Regions from separate parts of the Rattus norvegicus genome. Here all the other regions are linked to region 3. A link is a contact called in public Hi-C data. All regions are on one chromosome and are shown on one strand. Each heading gives the region's core, a stretch centred on a gene start, on an enhancer-like site or on the middle of the called end of the contact. The rest is flanking DNA. Distances are from core to core; before and after follow the strand shown. Region 1 has its middle 340 kb from the start of Fut10. Region 2 has its middle 260 kb from the start of Nrg1. Region 3 holds the start of Nrg1 (neuregulin 1).

Region 1 (3,353 bases), core at 640-3,139, 510 kb after region 3:
GTGGTTAGGACAAAACGGCAACCAACAGATTGGGAAAAGATCTTTACCAATCCTACAACAGATAGAGGCCTTATATCCAAAATATACAAAGAACTCAAGAAGTTACACCACAGGGAGACAAATAACCCTATTAAAAAATGGGGTTCAGAGCTAAACAAAGAATTCACAGCTGAGGAATGCCGAATGGCTGAGAAATACCTAAAGAAATGTTCAACATCTTTAGTCATAAAGGAAATGCAAATCAAAACAACCCTGAGATTTCACCTCACACCAGTGAGAATGGCTAAGATCAAAAACTCAGGTGACAGCAGATGCTGTCGAGGATGCGGAGAAAGAGGAACACTCCTCCATTGTTGGTGGGATTGCAAACTGGTACAACCATTCTGGAAATCAGTCTTGAGGTTCCTCAGAAAATTGGACATTGAACTGCCTGAGGATCCAGCTATACCTCTCTTGGGCATATACCCAAAAGATGCCCCAACATATAAAAAGACACGTACTCCACTATGTTCATTGCAGCCTTATTTATAATAGCCAGAAAATGGAAAGAACCCAGATGCCCTTCAACAGAGGAATGGATACAGAAAATGTGGTACATCTACACAATGGAATATTACTCAGCTATCAAAAACAACGAGTTTATGAAATTCGTAGGCAAATGGTTGGAACTGGAAAATATCATCCTGAGTGAACTAACCCAATCACAGAAAGACATACATGGTATGCACTCATTGATAAGTGGCTATTAGCCCAAATGCTTGAATTACCCTAGATCCCTAGAACAAACGAAACTCAAGACGGATGATCAAAATGTGAATGCTTCACTCCTTCTTTAAATGAGGAAAAAGAATACCCTTGGCAGGGAAGGGAGAGGCAAAGATTAAAACAGAGACTGAAGGAACACCCATTCAGAGCCTGTCCCACATTTGGCCCATACATATACAGCCACCCAATTGGACTAGATGGATGAAGCAAAGAAGTGCAGACCGACAGGAGCCGGATGTAGATCGCTCCTGAGAGACACAGCCAGAATACAGCAAATACAGAGGCGAATGCCAGCAGCAAACCACTGAACTAAGAACAGGACCCCCCGTTGAAGGAATCAGAGAAAGAACTGGAAGAGCTTGAAAGGGCTCGAGACCCCATATGTACAACAATGCCAAGCAACCAGAGCTTCCAGGGACTAAGCCACTACCTGAAGACTATACATGGACTGACCCTGGACTCTGACCTCATAGGTAGCAGTGAATATCCTAGTAAGAGCACCAGTGGAAGGGGAAGCCCTGGGTCCTGCTAAGACTGAACCCCCAGTGAACTAGATTGTTGGGGGGAGGGCGGCAATGGGGGTAGGATGGGGAGGGGAATACCCATAAAGAAGGGGAAGGGGAGGGGGATGTTTGCCCAGAAACCGGGAAAGGGAATAACACTCGAAATGTATATAAGAAATACTCAAGTTAATAACACTCGAAATGTATATAAGAAATACTCAAGTTAATAAAAAAAAGAAAGAAAAGAAAAAAAACATACGTACTGTTTTCAGCCTACAATAATTGAATACATAATGATATATAATGTTTAACTACATGATCAAGTGACTTTCCTACCATAAAGTAACAAATTAAACAGTCTTAGTTCCCAGTTTAAGTTACTGGGAAACATTTTTTTTAAAAGTACATATAGAAAGATAATCTTCACATAGTATTTTTTAATCTAATGTTCACCTTTACATCTCTACCTTTCTACATTCACCTTTTTTCTCTACATTTTTTCCCAGAACTGACAGAAGTCTGTCACTTTGATTTCATCACACTCAAAGTCCAGCTTTGACAGTCTCCAAACGTTCGCTTCCAATGGCTGCTGCAAGCCCTCCCTGTGCAAGCCACATGGATCTCACAAGCAAACAGGCAGTTCAAGATGTCTGATCGATTCTGCCCTACGGTTTGAGTTTGCAAGGTTGGAATAGGAATGCTCAGAGGTCGTGTGTCCCCTCAAGCTGGCCCCTCTTCCACGGAAGCACCACAGGCTCTGTTCTCATTTCCCAGAGGCGTCGTCCTATCAGGCACTGCTTAACTGCTATGCATCCGGAGATTTGTTCCTTACTGTTCTACCATTATCATCCAAAGGAGGACAACAGGAACTTTGACCACTTTTCCTGAGAATAATTAATGAGTGACCAAGCACGTTTGGAATGTACAATGCTGTGAATTGCAAAGAATGTGTCTCTCATGCCAGGGAGCAGCAGAAAGTAGGCAACTCATTCTTAAGAAAATATCCCTGATTGGCTATCTCTCTCATAATCACGAGCTCTGTTTTTGAACGTTAAGAACCAGGTTTAAAATTCAATCCAAAGCACAAATTCTGTCAGTAGCCAAGCAAAGATATAGTCTGAGGGGGGATGGGGGTGGACCCTATCAAGTATTTACAAAATGTCTACATACCTTCCCTTACTGACATAGTCTTTGGCAATAATTCTCCTTCTGTTGATGAGGTCCATGAGATTATAGGACCCTGAATGAGTCAATAGCCTGAAAAAGTAACTTGGTGTCAGACATACAGCACAACAAAGCCATCCACTAGTTTCTCTCCACTTGTGGCACAGTAGACATATTTAATATGCCACTTAGAATTCCATGTAAGCTTTGGGGAATGCATTTAAATACTGGTGCTGGGGGGGGTGCTGTGAAAGAACTTCCATGTAACCCCGTTGCATGACAAACAAAAGCATGTAAAATTATATGAAGATCAGACCTAAGCTGTCTCATAGGTCACGTGGCTAATTGTGCATTCCCCACAAACCAACTCACTGTTCTACTTTTCCTGGTCACAGAAGCTGGGGGTTAAAGCAAATACGAGGCTCACACGTGAGCAGTCATTGGTACTGAGAGAAAACTATTATTTCCATTATTCGTCTGCTAATGGGGCACATAAAAATATAGAAACAATGGGATGCATCCTGAAAGGGAAAAAGCCATTCCATGAAGCAATTCTATCAGCTTCTTTGACCTTTCTGTGTGCATCCTCAGTAGGGTTATGCCTTACTCTGGTGTGATAATGTGTTCATGCATACATCTGCATATGCAAACTAAAGGACAGTCTCTGGTGTTATTTCTCAAGCACCATGCACAGTGCCTTTAAAACAGGGTCTCTCACTGGTCTAGTATTCACATGGTAGGTGAGCCTGGCTGGCTGCCAAGCCCCAGAGATTGCCTGTTCTCACCTTGCCAATGCTGGAAATACAAGTGTGTACCACCTCACCTCGCTTGGCTATTTCACACAGGGACTGGGGTCTTTTTTGCCTGCCGAGCCAACAGGTTACCAACTGGGCCATCTCCCCAGCTTCTGTGCATTATTCT
Region 2 (3,673 bases), core at 202-2,701, 260 kb before region 3:
AGTAGCTACTCTATCAGCTTCACTTTCCTGGGGATGATCTTTATGCAACTTTGGCTCAGGGAAAGTGAAGAGAAGAAAGTACCTAGGCTTCAAGACTAAAAGGGACACCACCATTAACAAAATCAGTTCCAAATCTTGGAAACACGCCACCAAGAGTTCAGACCCCACTGCCTAAATGCTGTCATTTTACTCCAGCCTTCTCCCTTCTGCTTCACGTTGCCCAGTTTGCTGTCCTTCAGATGCTAAAAATCCACTGGGAAACTGTTGCTTTATTTTACAAACAGTTTCTCTGTTTGTGCAGATTTGAGTGTAGGTAGAAGCCCTTTAATATGGGTCAAACACTATGAAATGCTTGATCTGTTTCATTTGAGAGAATTATGGTGCAATTCTCTCCCCCCCCCCTCCTTTACGAAGAAACAAGTGCGTAAGATGCTGTCTCTTCGACTAACTGATTATTGTGGCTTATTGGAATTACATCTGGTTTGCATTAAGTTCAGGGATGAAATCCTAAGCAGTTGTTTTGTTCAAGTTGCTTCAGGGAGTGAATGGGTACCTCCGAGAGCCTGTTTGTTTCAGGCTTTACTAACATCAACATTCCTGAAATTCTCTCATCCTAAGGCACCGGTTTTCTCACTTCAGAAGCGACTAGATCCAACATCTCCTTTGTTGAGAATGTGGAGTGAGATGTCCTAAATTACCAGGAATAAGAGAGAGGCAAAGTTTAACCTTGGAAAATACTGTCAAGGGCAATTCTGGAAGAAAAGAGAAAAGGGAAATCCTTCCTCTCGGTTTTAAAATGTGAAAGTGGAGGAGATGGGCGTGTTCTTCCAGGCATTGGTTCACCCACCAAGGAGCTGGAAATGTTTAGCAGCTGATAATTATCTTGCATTTATTAAGCTCGCAGTGTTACAAGTTGCTTACTGACCCTCAGGTAGCAATCACTATTTTAAAATGTGTCTTTTTCTTGCCACAAGGACTAGGCTTGAATGGAAGCAGCAGCCGAGGAGTCTTAAAATGCAAATGAGGGAAACCCCAGGTTAGAACGCTTCTGCTTCCGGCAGACAGGTTTTCAATCCTGTTACCTTAGCAACATTTGCCCTTGTATTCCGTGAATCACCTTGACAGAATGCATAATGTAACTGGCGAGGAGGGCCCGGTGAATTAGAAAGAAAACTGGGGCATATGGAAGTTTAAGATTGGTTGGTAGCTTGGGGTCCCTTCTGACTCGGCTCCTGCTGTAAAAATAGAAAGCCCCGTTTCCAGAAATAAAAGAACTCTGGAAGAAATAAGCCTGCTGGTTGAAAGGCATGGAGGTGAAAATATCAGAACTAGCCGGACCTCAGAGAGCAGAGATTTTCCAAAAATATCCTCCCCACCAGCCGCGCTGCAGATGTGTCGTTCTGGCTCCTAGAGGCTAGCCATCTGCTGCAGTGTTTCCCTGGAAACCCCAACAACGCCCCTCCCGGCGCTCCTCCCGCGCCAGCCCTGCGCCGCTGAGGAGTGGCGGTGATGTCACTGCTGCTAGCTAGGAGGGAATCCCGAGATCCGCGTCCCTTGGGTGGAGCCAATCATGGTGGGCTCTGCTGCTGGGAACCTGAGACAGAAAGACATTACCAAGGCAATATGCCATTCATCACAGTCCACAAAACACGGGTTTGAACAGATTCTAAATTCGTGGTTCTTGTTATTGTTGTTGTTTCTTCTTTTTTTCTTTTTCTTTCTTTCTTTCTTTCTTTTTTTTTTTTTCCTTTTGCTTCTTTGTAAACGAAGCCCGGCCCACAGAGGCAGCTCGGCAGGCAAACCTCCTACGGAGTTTTAACCACCTCTCTGTGGATACATGAAAAACAGACACGAAATGATTTTTTTAACCTCTTTTAAAAATAAAGGTAAAGACTCTCTCTTATCTATACTCTGTGGCTGTGTTGCTGCCTCTGCAGAAAACTAGAATGAGAATTTCGAATGAGTTGTAGTTACAGGCGGACCTAAAGCTGTGAGATGCTTAGAGGGTGTGTTCCGTCAACCCCCGGGATGGATGCTGATGCAAAGTGGAGTAACAGGCCTGCTTCCTTTCCTGATTGGTAGGCAGGATTAACTTTTGAGAAGCATCAAAAACAGGGACAAAGAGCCGCCTTTGGAAGATTATGCTGCCCTAGGTGTTTTAGCTCACATGCTCAGAATCTTAGCAATAATTAAGTAAACCAAAAAGCCTCTGTCGTGTTGGGGTAAATACAAATGGGGTCTGCCTTTGCGATTGTGCCTCATTCTCGGGTTGTAAATAATCACAGCGTGGTGGTCAGACTGTTTCTATGCAATATGTCACAGTAAAACCAGTGGATTCTTAGGGAATACATTTATCTCATCTTGTTTTCGTTGCTAAAAAGGAGAGTTGTGGTTACCGACTGTCCATCAGGTAGTAGTTATGTACTGGACATCCTTTTGTGCTCTGGTCATTTAGAAACAATCTAAATCTCTGTTGGCATTCCTAGGGAGAGCCGCATTATGTTTTTAGTGGCTTATAAGCTAAAGTCGCGTATACACTTTAATTTGTTCTCTTCCTATTTTTAGTGTTTTATTTATATGTGAAGGTTTGAATTCTCACATTTACAATTCTGTCATGAATCTTTATTGCCAAAATACATTTGCCCTTTCCCCTAATCTTTATGCATTTCTTTCACAAATAAGCTAGTGTGCACACACTCATACACACACACACACACACACACACACACAGAGGCACACACAGACATGAGGAAGAAAATGTGCATAGCCACGTTTATCTTTTCTGTAGTAAACATGCATAAGTCTTCACATATGATTTTCTGGAATTTTTCACCAATGCTTCACATGACTTCAATATGCGCACTTAAAACTATGTAAAATAAATCAGATTTTTAAAAATATATAAAAGCTAATGGATACAAAAGCAGTGCGTCATAAAGCTCTAACTCCTGAGTTAACCTCGCTTCTCTTCCACCTCTAGGAGAGTTAATGACGGGGATCAGGGTTTATACCGTTCTACGTCACTGCGCTAATTCGCCTTGTTGTTCTTGGATTAATTTATAAATGAAATAGTTAACTTTTGGAAGATGAAAAGATAGAGAAACCCTGACCCACGAGATACATTCTCTCTGCGCCCTCTCCCTCACCACACCCAGGGTCAGTCCACTTTCCCAGTGCAGTTGTGAGCCAGTCTCTCTGTCTTTCTGAGCCTCTCTTTGTCCCACAAGCTCTGGAAGTTCTCTTCTCTTCTCTCCTTCCTTCTCATCTATCACACTTGGCTGAGAAATATTCAGGCCCACTGAAAGCAGATCCTTACTTGTCATTATTAAATACTGGCACTTGAAGGAACCCACCTGGTCAAAAAAAAAAAAAAAAATGAGGACAGGCAAAAATGACTTCAGAGAGTGATCCCTAAGCCTGGCTCGTTATAGATTCTATTTTCATTTGCTGGTGACAGGCTCAGCCAATAAGCAGTGTTGCTGACCAGAGAACGGCCTGCCTGTAAGGCATTCAGTCACAAAGAAAAGCGATTGCATTTTCCCACAGATGCTGTGCTTTGGAAATAGAAAGCCGTCTTGCTATTTGTCCTTCTTTTATTCAAATATCATACAGATAAGAGACAGGGGATCAAACACTGTATTTGTTTTGCAAAAGAAATCATGCTAAAGTAACA
Region 3 (3,638 bases), core at 105-2,604:
AGACGATTTAAGTGAACACCTTGCCCACTTCCCTTCCCACCCATGTGTGAAAGGTGTACTCTGGATTTCACCTTTCTTTAGATCATGGCAGCCAGAGAACACAGAGAAAGCTGTAGACAGCAATGGGTCTGTTAGTGTTAACTCCAGGAAGTCAAAAGGAAGGAGCCAAATCACCCTGAAAGTGGGATAGCTGTAGAGTATTGATCGTTGGTGTGAGCTGTTTCTCAACCACAACTCTATACCACTGTAAATGAGCAGGCTAAGTTGGCCACAAGTGTGTGTGTTGATGACAGTGTCTCTACACGGAGACCAATGTGAATCACTTCTTGGTGCGGACTACTCTGGCCTCTGACTCCTCCTCAGAGTTCTCTACCTGGATACAGGAAAACTAGAATTCACTAGCAGTTCTCAGAAAGTCTAATAGGGGTGTGTGTGTGTGTGTGTGTGGCATTAATGAACTAAAGATCTGGACTACACAGTTCATTGTTCTACGGTCCCAACTCACTCCCTCACTCGAGGATCTGACCCTACCGACACACCTTAGACTCGTTACTGTCGATGGTGAATTATGGCTCATTAGTTCTTTTGGAAATTAAGTTGTAGAAAGAGATATCTGTGCTTAGGAAGAAGCTAGAGTGAGTATTTAAAATGGAGATGGGAAATCCAATAGTCATGCTATTAGGCACAGGAAGGCAGACACGTGCTCAAGTGGCTGATGGTACATCAGTGCAAACTGTTCATGCTTGAAGTTCACAGAACCCTTCCTCAGTACCTCAAACTCCGTTCCACCCCAGACTGCACCTTCGCCCTTAGTGCCAGAGAGAAACTTCCCTAAAACAGAGAGAAATGAACTCTGAACCCTTCTGGGAAATAGCAATTGTTCCTCCCCCTCCCTGGGATTCCAGGTCTCCAGAGCAATCATTGTGGAGCAGGTGCTACAGTTACAAACTTTTCTCCATCTTCCACCCTTCACTTCCCCTACCACGCACTTTTCAAGGCTTGGATCAGCTCAGCAGCCTGCCAGGGACTGCTAGCACCAGCGTCCCTTCCAGGGCTCTCCAGACTGCTCCGTTCGGTCTGGCGGCGGCTGTGGCAGTGTCAGCGCAGCTTCCAGCGACCCCTGTCGGGAGTTCCCGGCAGCCGCTGGGCTCGGCCGCCCCCAGCTTGGCCGGGCTGCCAGAAGAAAGGGGCTGAGCCGCGATCGCCCAGCTCAGGCTCCTCCCGGTGGCGTGTCTGCGCCTCGGGGTGGGGGTGTGGTGGGGAAGAGGGAGGGGGCGAGGCGAGGGGAGGGTGCGAAGGAGGCGCCTGCGTCCAACCTGCGGGCAATTGAAAAAGAGCCGGCTAGGACTTCCCCAAAACTTGTGGGAACTCCGGACCGCGCGGGCAGCAGGAGCCGAGCGCAGCGCAGCGGCCGCAGCTGCCGGGAGATGCGAGCGCAGACCGGATTGTGATCACCTTTCCCTCTTCGGGCTGTAAGAGAGCGAGACAAGCCACCGAAGCGAGGCCACTCCAGAGCCGGCAGCGGAGGGACCCGGGACACTAGAGCAGCTCCGAGCCACTCCAGACTGAGCGGACGCTCCAGGTGATCGAGTCCACGCTGCTTCCTGCAGGCGACAGGCGACGCCTCCCGAGCAGCCCGGCCACTGGCTCTTCCCCTCCTGGGACAAACTTTTCTGCAAGCCCTTGGACCAAACTTGTCGCGCGTCACCGTCACCCAACCGGGTCCGCGTAGAGCGCTCATCTTCGGCGAGATGTCTGAGCGCAAAGAAGGCAGAGGCAAGGGGAAGGGCAAGAAGAAGGACCGGGGATCCCGCGGGAAGCCCGGGCCCGCCGAGGGCGACCCGAGCCCAGGTGAGTGCCAGCCGCTCCGCTGCTCCCAGGCGGGCACCTACTCTGGTCCCGTGCGTCCCTGCTCAGCTCTCTTGGCGCCTGACCCGGTCCCCGAGCTGCGGTGCGGGGGCTGCCTCCACCTGGTGCCCGTGCGCTTCCCGCACCCCGAGCCTGCTGGTCATCCCTCCGGGGCCCTTGGGGTCGGCTGTGCGCCGCGCTCCCGGGCTCTGCCCTCGGTCCCCGCGTCAATCGCGGAGCCCAGCCCGGGAGTGGGGCTCCGATTGCGGGATCCCTACGGGCTGCGCGTGCCCTGCGGCCCGAGGACTTTGAGCGGGCCGGGTCTGCCCTCTAGCGAGAGAAGCGGGAACCGGCTCTGGGTTCGAGAGCCTGCGCCCCTCCGCCTGGGCCCGGGCTGCGCGGAGGGTGGTCGGGGAAAGGGTGGTGTGGGCGCCCGGGCGTCCGCGAGGTGGGCGGAGGGAAGCGGTTGGACAGCCGCTGTGCGAGCCTAGGATCGCTCTGATTGCGTGCGGCGATAGAGAAAGCCAGAGCGGCTGAGAGGGATTCCTAAAGGTCAGCGAAGCACGCAGAACCTGACCCGGTGCCAAGATTCAGGTCCGCTCTGAATAAATTTGGCTTCAGCTGTTGAAGTTTTCAGGGTTGCCCTGATAAAAGATGGCTAGTTTAGTTTCCCAAGAGACGTCAGAAAGGAACAATTTACCCCAGGTTTTGAACCCCATTGCTTACCGATTATATATGGAATGAAAAAGGGGTGGGGGGAGTTAAGGTTTTTTTGTTACCAGATCTTTTTAATCCACCGTCGGAGCGCAATCTAAAGGCCACTGCCACCCTAGATATCTCAAGGGAAGGCTATTACATTGACTTGGTCAGAAGAGGTATAAAAGGTCGCCTGTGACCAAAACTTGTCAGAGTTATTAAATAGATGCTTAAGGGGTGGCGCCTGAGAGGGTCTTTACCGTCCCTCTGCAGTCCCCTACAGTGGATCTGGATGCCTTGTGACTCTTAGAGCATCCCCAACACACATTGTGAAGTACTTCAGGGAAATTAACAACACTTGTGCAGTCTGTGCCTAAAGGAGATAAGCAGAAATATCTGCTCCGTGCAGGAAGAAAACAAACCACATTTTCTTAGTGCGCTCCTTGGATTCGCTCAGCATTTCAGAACCTGGGTTGTTGGCAGGGACCCTAAGTAAGGTTTAGAACAAAACAGAAACCGAACAGAGAGTAATTGTTTAGCCACTGGCCCGCTTAAAAGGCGCTGCTGATCTGTTTCACCTTAATTACCCCGCGTGAGCCTTCCTGAAGGTAGACGGATGTTTTCCCAATATTTACTGTATATTTTGGAGATTAACTGCAACATTGTACTCAACAAAGTACGGAACAACAGGGATCTGGGTTAATGTCATCATAGTATGTTAAAGAGACCCAGAATCGTAAAGGTATAAAGAACTTTCTGTTTCACTTGTCACCACTTGTGGCTTTTATCAATGGTTTGCATGGGCTGGTTAGACCGGTGGTTCTCAACCTGTGGGTCGCAACCCTAGGGGGGTGCGAGCCAAAGGACCCTTTCTTTCTGAGGGAGATTCATAACAGTAGCAAAATTACAGTTACTACGTGGCAACGAAATAATTTTATGGTTTGAGGAACTGAATTAAAGGGTTCAAGCGTTAGGAAGGCCTGAGAGCTTAGTTGCTCTCCTGAATTGAGATGGGGTGGTGGCTTGACTAGGTAGCGACTCTTTCAGTAGCAAGCTTTATCTCTCAACTAGGGCGCTAAGTCCACAACATACCT

The links. Hi-C and Micro-C count contacts between places; a contact is called where the count stands out from the background.
Region 1: a Hi-C map of liver shows a contact between it and region 3, with 5 times the contacts expected there. The contact joins the enhancer-like site here to the promoter of Nrg1 in region 3. A contact is called at or near these places in 9 of 12 Hi-C or Micro-C datasets (the A7r5 cell line, frontal cortex, hepatocytes and 5 more).
Region 2: a contact with region 3 is called in a Hi-C map of the A7r5 cell line, with 7 times the contacts expected there. The contact joins the enhancer-like site here to the promoter of Nrg1 in region 3. A contact is called at or near these places in 2 of 12 Hi-C or Micro-C datasets (the A7r5 cell line and mammary epithelial cells).

Annotation. Positions count from the first base shown.
Region 1 is chr16:67,322,697-67,326,049 of GRCr8, forward strand. No RefSeq gene overlaps it. Among named protein-coding and RNA genes, the nearest start is that of Fut10, 340 kb to the right of the region's middle. Within about 2 kb of position 1,890, at least 8 of the 93 cell types and tissues checked have an H3K27ac peak or open chromatin away from gene starts, as enhancers often do. A contact at or near this core is called in the A7r5 cell line, kidney and liver, where this site is marked.
Region 2 is chr16:66,548,215-66,551,887 of GRCr8, forward strand. It overlaps a transcript of Nrg1 not described here. Among named protein-coding and RNA genes, the nearest start is that of Nrg1, 260 kb to the right of the region's middle. Within about 2 kb of position 1,452, at least 49 of the 93 cell types and tissues checked have an H3K27ac peak or open chromatin away from gene starts, as enhancers often do. A contact at or near this core is called in the A7r5 cell line, where this site is marked.
Region 3 is chr16:66,811,288-66,814,925 of GRCr8, forward strand. Nrg1 (neuregulin 1) reads left to right here and starts at 1,355. Exons shown (of 12, transcript NM_001271129.3): 1 at 1,355-1,851. The coding sequence starts at 1,752.